Regions from separate parts of the Sus scrofa genome. Here region 1 is linked to region 2. The links are chromatin contacts, called in public Hi-C maps. All regions are on one chromosome and are shown on one strand. The core of a region is the stretch at or near the end of the contact, and the rest is flanking DNA. Distances in the headings are between cores, read along the strand shown.

Region 1 (4,933 bases), core at 1,791-4,290, 200 kb before region 2:
GAGCAAGGGCCAAGGATGGCCCCTCTGGCCCCACTGAGGCCAGTGCTAGTCAGGCTGGCTTGGGGGCGGACATGCCATTCAGAACAATCCCACCCTCAGCCCAGCAGGCAGCAGGTGCTTGGCAGCATTGGGAAGGGGGAGGAGTTGGGGGCATCTTGCTCAACCCTGTAGGCTACCTGCGACCACCCCCATAGCGCTCCCCTCTCTCCACCGGGCAAGTTCTGCCCAGGTCCTGCCCCTTCTCCCTGCGGGACGTCTCCAGAAGCAGAGACAAGTCTCATCCCACTGGATCCCAATGCCTGGGTGACCTGCTCCCAGCCCAACGGGGAGGGGTGAGGCGGGGAGAGCAGTGGGAGGTGAGTCCAGACAGTCAGCCCGTCCCCAGGGAGTCTGTGTCCTGACCCAGGCTCTCACCCACACGTTTCCGGTCTCACTCACAAGATCGACAGCAAAGCCCATGTTTTCAGTTCAACCACATCCTAAGAAAATAGAACGGACTTGTTCCTAACCAGCAACCTAATTTTTCAACACGCTTCGCATCCGGCAGGCCTCCTCACCTCCTGGGTCCTCTTCCGTCCCGAGGGGATCAGCCTGGGTGTCAGGGTTGGACCAGAGCACACTGGCAGAGGCCCATCTAAGGCCAGAGCTCCCTGGGCCTTCCCTACAGGCCTCAGAGAGGTCCGGGGACTTTTGTCCTAGACCTGAGCCCACCAGGATTCCCCAGAAAGGTGACTGGAGCACGGAGTGAGGTTAGGTTTCCTTAGGACTCGGTGTCGAGCCCGGGGTTGTAATGAAAGCACAGGGGATCATGGGGCTGTCCTGGGATTGGGATTAGGAGAGGTTAGGACTGAGGCTGTGAGCCTGGACCAGGCTAAAGGGGGGCAGAGCTGAGATGGGGGCTGCGGTTAATAAGACGGTTTAGTGGAAGATGCGATCATGGTGTTTCAGGGGCATCACTGGCCTGAAGGGTGAGGGCTGGTTATTATGGGTCGGATTATAGCAGAGCTTGAAGAGAAATGTCATCAACGGAGGCAGAAGGCCACCCGCCTATCTACCCCCCTCGACAGGGTACGGCTGAAGGTCAGCTGGGCCTGCAGAGGCGGTGCTATAACTCAACGCACCAGGCCCAGCTTCTCCCCCACTCCTGGCCAGGACTCCAGAGGAGGGGATGGGTCACACCCAGCTTCCCCAGGCCAGTAGCCCTGAGCTCCAGCAGAAGCGTGGCCCCTGGAGCCTCCAAAGTTCAAATTCCAGCCTCCCACCCAGGAGCTGTGTGACCTCTGGAAGTAAGTACCCGCCTCCCTCAGCCCTAAAATGGGGAGCAGAGCCTTTCCCTTGAGAACGACCAGGAGGATGCAGCGCGAGCACCCAGCAGGCACCCTGAACTCAGGCCAGTTCTCTTCCCCCCGGGGGATCTTGGGAAGGGTGGGCAGGCATCAGAACCAAAGTCAGGTGCGGGAGCAAGGACGCAGAGAGGACGCCAGGCTGGTCTCTGCTTCCCACCCTCCGGCCCAGCCCCCAAGAACATCCCCTGCCCCCACTTCAAACTGGGGTTGGCTCTTTGCTAGCACGTTTTATTTTTTGTTGGCTTGGCTTTTGTTTTTTCAAGCAGCAGCTCAGTTGATCTTTTTTTTTTTTTTTTTTTTTTTTTATCTTTTGTCTTTTCAGGGCTGCACCCCTGGGGCATGTGGAGGTTCCCAGGCTAGGGGTCTAATTGGAGCTACATTGCCAGCCTACACCTCAGCCACAGCAATGCCAGATCCAAGTCACGTCTGTGACCTACAGCTCATGGCAACGCCGGATCCTTAACCCACTGAGCAAGGCCAGGGATGGAACCCACAACCTCATGGTTCCTAATCAGAATCGTTTCCGCTGCGCCACAACGGCAACTCCCCTGATCCCTGTTTTTTTTGTTTTTGTTTTTTTCTTTTTTTTTTTTTTTTTTTGATACAAGAGTCGGATCTTCCTTCCTGAGACTTGAGAGTCTCACTAAGGTTCTCACCCCTTCCTCCCCAAAGGTCACACAGCAAGTCATGGGACTCCCAGAATGCCAGAGTAGGAAGGACATTCCCCAAGCCAATCCCCTTGCTTTGCAGAGGGGCTGTCCCCAGGCCCCCAGCAAGTCAGGCCACACAGTGCCCTTCCCCGGGACCATGCAGTTCCCTGCAGTTGGACACTTGTGATCAAGCACCTTCTAGGAGGGTGGAGAGGGTAGTGAAGGAGAGGGCAGGGGGACCTGGGGCTCACGCAGGACTTCAGAGCCTGGAGGGAGGTTGAGGGAGGTGGGTTAAGAGGAACCAGTTGTTTGGGGCAGACGGATGCAGTCAGACAGCTGGAGGGGGTGGGGGAGGGGGGGTGCTCAGTTCCAGTTAAACTCGGGCATGCGGTTAGGGGAGAGGAGAGAGCTCCGATTTGCGGGAACTCCAAGGGCAAGGCCAGGAGGTTCTCAGGCTTGTGGGTCTCAGCCCAGCACACTGCTCCCTGCCTTCCAGTAGTCAGAGCTGCTTCTAACTGTGGCCGAGGCCTATTCTAGCACTCTTTTATATATTCATCTGTGCAGCTTACAGCGATCCCAGGAGACACTTACCGTGTTTCCCCCTTTCATTGAGGAAGACACCTAGGCACAGGAAGGTTAAGAGGTTTGCTCAGGCTTATACGATCAGTGTTTACCAAAGCCAAGATCTGGAGTTCGCTTGTGGCTCATCGGGTTAAGGACCCTGCATTGTCACTGCAGCTGCTCTGGTCGCTGCTGTGGCTGGGATTCCACGCCCGGCCCAGAAACTTCTGGAGTGGGCAAGAGGCCCGGGCTCCCCACCCCTGCCCCATCAACAGTCCAGGTTCAGCCACTGCCACGGTCAGCAGCTTGGGCCGCCCCAAGGGGCAGAGTTCAAATCCTACCCGGGACTCACCTGCAGATGAGCATGTGGCGGTGGCGGACCCCTGGCTCCTTGGAGCCTCAGGAAAAGGATGACAAGATCCTTCCTCAGGGCTGTGAGGAGGCCACCATGAGGGCGTCCTCAGCCAAGGGCGGGTGCCTTCTTACACCTCTGCCCCCACTCCTTCACTCCCAAATCCAAGGCCTCCGGATCCTCAGAGGCCTCGTGCCTACACCGGACCCATCGTGGGGCTGCTGACAACATGGAAAGAAGTCCCCTGGGGGAGGGGAGAGGACACAGGCTGACTCCTTCCAGCACGGCGGAAACTGAAGTGACAGCTGTGTCTCCTGCACAGGGAAGAGGTAGTGACTAACTCGGGTTTATTCCCTTGGCAGGTTGCTGGGGAAGGACGGACTGGGGCTGAGAGAATGCAGGCCTCTGGGTTGGGTTTGTGGGGTCCTCTCCAGGTTTCACACCCACCAGAACCTCCCTAGCATCTCCCCTGAGATGCTTCCCAACAACTCAGATGTCTGGGCCCCAGGCCTGGATACTCTGCCAGGGTCTGGGGTGTGACCCAGGGATCTGTACCCCCTCCCACATGATTCTGAGGCCCAGCTAGGCCAGAGATATGGTATGGCCACCCGACTTCCCAGGGAAGGGTCCCCCCATAACAGCACTGCTGACAGGGGTCACTGGCTGGGCCTAGTACCTGGAATCAAGCCATAAAACCACACCGCCCCATTTCCTCTTTTGGGTAAATCTGAATTTTTTTTTTTTTTTTTTTTTTTGCTTTTTAGGGCCATACCCGCAGCATATGGAGGGAGGTTCCCAGGCTAGGGGTCGAATCAGAGCTATAGCTGCCGGCCTACACCACAGCCACAGCAACTCAGGATCCAAGGCATGTCTGTGACCTATACCACAGCTCACAGCAACACCAGATCCTTAACCCACTGAGCAAGGCCAGGGATCGAACCCACAGCCTCATGGATCCTAGTCGGGTTCATTAACCGCTGAGCCACGATGGGAACCCCGAGGTAAATCTGAATATTTGGGGTCCTTAAGGCTAAAGTACACCGGGATTTTCTCGGTTCACTGGTCCACTCCCCCCAGAGCCCTCCCCACCCCCCAAACAGACACAGGCCTTCGGTGCCACGGTTCCCAATAACCAGCCTGGGGTGGGAGGAGGCGGAGGGCAGGGCTGGCAAGCCTTTGGGAGAAGGCAGGCCTCTCCCCAGCTCCAGCTTCTGTCTTCCGTCACCTCCTCTGGAAACCTTTCCCACTTAGGGGCCCAACTGACTAGGATGGAAGTTTCTACCTGGAGGCTTGGGTGACATCTGGATTCCCACAGCAAACGTGGGATTTGTGGCGCGTTGTTTTTCAAACCGATCCGACCAGATGCTCCCAGCCCCCACCTCCCCGTGTGCTCCTCCCCCCTTCTCCCCCCTCACCGCACCCCCCAACTCCACACACACAAAGGGTCTGAGTCTCGGCCATTCTCCACAACCGACTGTGGCAGTTCAAACCCCAGCTCAGCCACTTGAACTCTTCTGTGCCTCAGTTTCCTCACCTGCAAAGTGAGGGGGACCCACCTCCTGGGGTGGCTGTGAGCATTTCACTGAAGAGTGCGTGGAAATTTCAGGAGAGGGCGCCTGTCACAGGATGTCCTCAGGAGATGTCACTATGACTGCTAGCTTGGAGTCACTCAGGGCTACTCGTCCTCCCTGAACTCTGCCCACACCCTTCTGCCTCCCACTCCACCCCACCCCCGTCACCCTCCCCTCCCCCTCCCCCGTCCTCCCACTGGAACCTCAGTGGGTCCTGAAAATACCTAAATCCAGGGTTGCATCTGCCTCAAAGAATCTGGATTTAGGGGGAACTCAGGCAAATGTGTTGACGGCTGGGAGAGGGTTTTAGGAACATACTTGCCTGCCAGACTCTCATTCTTGGGCCACTGACTGAAGGGACAGGGTCCCGCAGAGATCAGCCCCTTCTAGGTTCTATCTGGGAGAAAACAGGCTGGGCCTGGCTGCCAGGCTGTACATGCCGCTGGGTGCAGA
Region 2 (5,624 bases), core at 1,295-3,794:
AAAATAGGGAGGAAAGGGCCCTTGAGCACCCAAAAGCTATTATGTAAAAGTCCTAGCAGATAAGCGCCGTGCTTTGCACTCTGGGAGACTTGCTGATGTTTACGGGACTGACTGAGGGGACGCCCTCATGGGTTAGATGCTGTGCCAGACACGGCACCTCATTCCAGTGGCCCTGCAAGGTGGAGATTGCTATTGGGCCCCTATTTTAAAGTTTTAAAAACTGAAGCTCCAAGGGATTAAGTGATGACTTGATTAGTTCCACCCTGCAGGTTAAGTGGAAGAATAGGAATTTTTATTATTAGAACTATCTTGTGCCTTTAGAGCCTTGGACTTCCTTGAGAAAAGGATGAAAACTGTGGACCTTGAAAACACATGTGCACCCACCCGCATGCACATACCTACCTTCGTTCACTGTCAAGGTGCTTGCAAACTCTGGGGCTGCCTCTGGATCCAATTTATCAACCTGTGAATCTCCAATTTATTCCTTCTCCCAAAGTTGGGGTCCCCCCCCCTTTTTTTTTTGTTTTTTAGGACTGCACCCATGGCATATGGAGGCTCCCAGGCTAGGGGTAGAATCAGAGCTATAGCTGCCGGCCTACACCGCACAGCAACGCAGGATCTGAGCCAGGTCTGCGACCTACACCACAGCTCATGGCAATGCTGGATCCTTAACTCACTGAGTGAGGCCAGGGATCGAACCTCATGGTTCCTAGTCAGACTTGTTTCTGCTGCGCCACAATGAGAACTCCTCCCAGTTTTTTTTTTTTTTAAGACAGGTTTCTGATTTCCTAATCCATAGCAGATTAGATGGGGAAGTGTAGCTGATGGCCTGACAAAAGAGGTAGAAAAATTTAAAAAGCGACAACGGAGCCATGTTCCAGGAATGGGCACTTCTAACAGCGTCCCTTGGCCAGTGAGAAGTGGTTTGACTGTGTTTTCCTCTGTGTAAAAACAGGGACCTCGTAAAACATTTTAGAGGACGTCATAGCTTTTAGGATTAATAGAAAGTTGGTACATGTATACTTTGTTACCCAAAGGGGGCTGGTTCCAGGCGCCTCTGCAGAGACCAGAATCTGAAGATGCTCAAGTCCCATATATAAAATGTTGTAGAGCAGTGATTATAGCCGGCCTTCCATAGTCAAGGGTTTTGTATCCCTGGGGACAGAGGGCCATCTGTGCTGTGGTTATGTGGAAAGGCCACCAGGAGCAGCGCCCGGCGTAGCTGTGGTGATAGGTCAGTTTTCCGTGTGCAGTAGGAGGCTGTGGTCCTTCTTTCCTGTGTCTTTTTCTGGCTGGCTTCTTCCTTAGGTCAAGAGCTCCTGGAGGACAGGGACACCGCATCTGAGTAGCTCAGCTCGGGGTGCTCAGTGCCTCCCCATCACTCACATGCTTGCTCTGACACCTCAGTGTGTGGGGGGTCAAGTGCTGGTTCTGCCACTGACTGTGTGACCAGGCAAAACTTTCTCTGAACCTCATTTTTTTTTTTTTTTTTTTTTTTTTTTTTGGCTTTTTGGCTTTTTGCCTTTTCTAGGGCCGCTCCCACGGCATATGGAGGTACCCAGGCTAGGGGTCCAATCGGAGCTGTAGTCGCCGGGTACACCACAGCTACAGCAACTTGGGATCTGAGCTGCATCTGCGACCTGCACCACAGCTCACGGCAATGCTGGATCCTTAGCTCACTGAGCAAGGCCAGGGATTGAACCCGCAACCTCATGGTTCCTAGTCAGAAACCACTGAGCCACGACGGGAACTCCTCTCTGATCCTTCTTATCTGTCTGTAAAATGAGGGGGCAGGACTTAGATGAGCTTAAAAAGTCCATCCAGATCTACATTTCTGTGATCCTGGCAGAATTTTTTTTTTTTTTTTTTTTAAGTAGACACTTATAAAGTGATTAATGTTTTCATGGTGATCAAAATGACATTGACCCCAGGCACTGACCTATTCACCTTGAAATGGTTAATTTTATGTTAAAGATGACCTTGACCCAGCTATGCTGATATACAGTGGACCCTGAAAGTTGAAGGTGGCTTGTTCTGCCAAATAGGGGCTTTCACTAGGCTTTAGTTAACATGGTCCAGGGTTTGGGATTTTTCCCATGGGAAGGAAAGTCATCCAGAGGGAATGCTTGTGTTTGTTTGGTGAGCCAGCACTCACCATCCCCTGCTGTCAGCACTGTGTCCCTCCCAGAAGATTCAACCAGAGGGCAGTCCGTGGAAGAAACGCTTTTCTTTTTATTAATCCAAACTCTGCAGTTTTCCAGAGCGACCTGCAGCTGAGTGGTTGCCTGGATGGGCCTGTGAATCTTTCCCAAATAGCCCTGGGCACAAATTGTTCCTGAGCCACATGGCAGAAAACAGATTCAACTTTTAAACAACGTTGCTTTCTGGGTCACAGATTATAAGAGACAAACCATGGTTAAGTTAGACTCCAAAAATTTGTGATAAATCTGCCTGGGCCCCAGTCAAGTTTACCTTTGTGTTGTCTGTGAAATATTTGCTCTGCCTCTTGGAAATGTAAACGACCGAAGGTCTTGATGAATTTTGAGAACAAACTGTGACGGCCTTGAAGCTTTGGTTGGTTGTTTATATATAGACAGATGCTATTAAGTACAGACCTGTCTCAACCAGTCGCTAGAGCAGGCCAGGCGGGCCTTCTGCTCAGAAAGTCGAGCAGTTTGTGTTCCTGCTTGTCCTTGAAATGACAAACACTGTTTTCAAAGGGCACACACAACCATGCACACATCAGTGAGGCCATGTATGGCAGCATCTTCTAGAAGGTGGTCCCAGCTGAAGCACTTAGTCCACTCCAACTTCTCCTTCCTCGTAGGTGCCCTCCTGTCTGTCCTGACAGTTAAAGTCTGGCCCTCCCATCCTCTCCATCCGGAAGCCAGAGTCCCTCTGCTGACACTCCTGCCCCCAGTCCCGTCTCTGGTCAGACTGTCTCCCCACGGGCATCTGAGGCCTCCGCTCTGTCAGTTGCTGTTGCCGTCTAACAAAGTCACTGCAAAACCTAGTGACTTAAAATGACAGTAATCATGCCGTTAGCTGCAGCGTTTTGGGCTGGATATCCAGGAGAGCCTTGGCTGGGTGCTCTGGCCTGGGATCTTGGGCCATGGCAGTGATAGAGCTGAGGCTGCAGCGGGGAGGGCCTGGGGCACCTTGGGGTGGCTGGGTATCTCACTCCAGAGTCTCGGGGCCTCTGCACGCGCTTTCCGAGTGGGCTTGGAGGTTCTCCCTCACAGCGTGGCCGCCTTAGGACAGGTGCGCTGTTTTGTAGCCGCTGGGGGCTGCTGGCAGTGTCCACCAAGCAGAGTAGAAGATGAGTGATCTTCTGTGGCCTGGCCTCAGAAGTGACTGGTCATTTCTGCTGTTTTCTGTTGCCAAAAGCAGTCACAACACTCTCCCCATCCCAATCGGAGGGGGACATGGCCTCCACCTCTCAGCAGAAAGAGTGACAGGGTCACATTGTAAGAGGGGCAAGTAAGAGGGGTGGGAGAGCTTGTAAAAGCCGGTTTGGGAAACTGTTACAGTCGGCTCACTCTCTGAGACACAACAGTATTCCTCTAAGTCCTCTGTGGAGAAAGCTTTGGGGGCTCCTGATCCCCTCCGGAGAAGTGGATTTAAACATTTCAAAGGCCAGACAACATGACACAGAAGCTCTACCTGTACAGTAGACAAGAGCAGAACTGCTGGGAGCAGCGAGGTCCAGCCCCCGGGGCCTGAGCTCTGTGGAGCCCTGGGGCCTGCAGGGAAAACCGTGGCCCTCTGAGCAGTTCGGGTGTAACCCGGCCTTGCTGGGGGTCCCCCTCTCGGCCAGAGCCACACCCGCAGTTGCCCTTTGTCCTCAGCACACCTCTTCCCCGCCTCTCCACCGGCTCACTGCACCTGCTGCCGACGTGTGGGCCAGTGATGACCGGCTCTTAACCCTCTTCTTTTTTTTTTTTTTTGTCTTTTCTTTTAGGGCTGCACCCACGGCATATGGAGGTTCCCAGGCTAGGAGTCTAATCGGAGCTGTAGCCGCCGGCCTACACCAGAGCCATAGCAACACCAGATCCAAACCGTGTCTGTGACCTACACCACAGCTCATGGCAACGCCAGATCCTTAACCCACTGAGTAAGGCCAGGGATCCAACCTGTAACCTCATGGTTCCTAATCAGATTCGTTTCTGCTGCGCCATGACGGGAACTCCTCAACCCTCTTCTGAGAAGGCTTTTGCCGTTTCCTGCACCATCATTCATGTACCTTTACTCTAACGTTTTTGTTTGGGGGATAGGTGTGTTTATTGTATTAAACTTTTGAGTCTCTCACATGTTGGGACATGTCCTGTTCGCATCCCCACCCAGGGAATAGCTGCTGTTTGCTGCTGATTTCCAGTCAGTCTTTGCCCTTTTAGTTCATTCCGTGGGCCATGTTTTACTTTCTGCAAACGATTGACAGCACTGCCTGGTGTCTAAAAAGTCCTTAGTAGATATTTTTCAGCTGAAGTGTTTCACTGAACTTCTTACTCTGAAAAATTGTTCTGGTCTGTATTAACAGTTGTTTGACTTGTTGTAAGGTGATTTTAATCAGTTTCTGTTTCTTCAAGTCTTGAGAAAAACGAGCAGAAAGTGAAATACTCCCTAAATCAGTTTGTATTCTAAAAAAAAAAAAAAAAACAACACAACCAAAAATCTAAACTAGCCCTGCGGAGCCTCACCAGCTTAAAGCAGAGAGGCCGTCCCCTCTGTATCCTAACAGCTAACAAAGACTCGTCTTGCATCGTTTTCTGTATAGATTTCGACTACACCGTCAGTTCCTAGAGACAGGGACTTTACTGTGTTCACCCTTCAGTGTCAAAAACAGTGCCTTTCACCTAGGACACGCCCAAATAATTTTTTTTCTTTTTTTCTTTTTTAGGGCCGTACCTGCAGCATATGGAGATTCCCAGGCTAGGGGTTGAATTGGAGCTACAGCTCCCAGCCTACACCACAGCTCACGGCAGTGCCGGATCCTGAACCTACTGGGCGAGGCCAGAAATCAAACCTGCGTCCTTATGGACACTAGTCAGGTTTGTTTCTGCTGAGCCATGATGGGAACTCCAGCGGTGGCTTTGGAATTGAAGCCTAGTTGTAGGCCTTCGGGGGGCTACTGAAAGACAGGGTGCAGTGCACAGTCCACGTGGAAGGAGCCTCGGGGGCCAGCTAGCCCAGATCCCAGGCCGTGAGGTTAGGCACGCAGACCAAGTCACACAAACGTCCAGTGATGGGGCCCACTTTGGACTTTGAGCTCCTGAATCCCAGTTCCTTGCTTGCTCTTGTTTGTTTTTTGGTTTTTTTTAATGACCTTGAAAGAATATTTAGTGAAGTGAAACAGTGACAATGAAAGAGAAGAGAGAACTCAGAAATGAAGCCCTGCACACATGGTCAGTTAACTTATGGCAGAGGAGTCAAGAGCATGCAGTGGGGAAGGGAGAGTCTCTTCAGCAGATGCTGTTGGGAAAACTGGACCCCAGTCTTACCTTACATGAGGCACATAAAATCAGTACACAAAACTCAAATCTGTTGAGATCCCCCGAGAACTACAGGGAGCATGTTAACACATATGTAAGTTTAAGCATCATGATGGAGTTCCCGTCGTGACGCAG

What was found. Hi-C and Micro-C count contacts between places; a contact is called where the count stands out from the background.
Region 1: a contact with region 2 is called in a Hi-C map of omental adipose tissue, with 1.6 times the contacts expected there. The contact joins two enhancer-like sites. A contact is called at or near these places in 4 of 47 Hi-C or Micro-C datasets (fetal heart ventricle, mesenteric adipose tissue, omental adipose tissue and 1 more) and 2 of 2 datasets of contacts at active chromatin or transcription factors (alveolar macrophages and skeletal muscle).

The regions. Positions count from the first base shown.
Region 1 is chr6:78,061,813-78,066,745 of Sscrofa11.1, reverse strand. The region is part of intron 1 of NBL1 (neuroblastoma suppressor of tumorigenicity 1); the gene reads right to left. Among named protein-coding and RNA genes, the nearest start is that of HTR6, 13 kb to the left of the region's middle. Within about 2 kb of position 3,040, at least 10 of the 83 cell types and tissues checked have an H3K27ac peak or open chromatin away from gene starts, as enhancers often do. A contact at or near this core is called in mesenteric adipose tissue, omental adipose tissue and retroperitoneal adipose tissue, where this site is marked.
Region 2 is chr6:77,858,916-77,864,539 of Sscrofa11.1, reverse strand. All of the region lies in intron 1 of CAPZB (capping actin protein of muscle Z-line beta subunit), which reads left to right. Among named protein-coding and RNA genes, the nearest start is that of CAPZB, 51 kb to the left of the region's middle. Within about 2 kb of position 2,544, at least 22 of the 83 cell types and tissues checked have an H3K27ac peak or open chromatin away from gene starts, as enhancers often do. A contact at or near this core is called in mesenteric adipose tissue, omental adipose tissue and retroperitoneal adipose tissue, where this site is marked.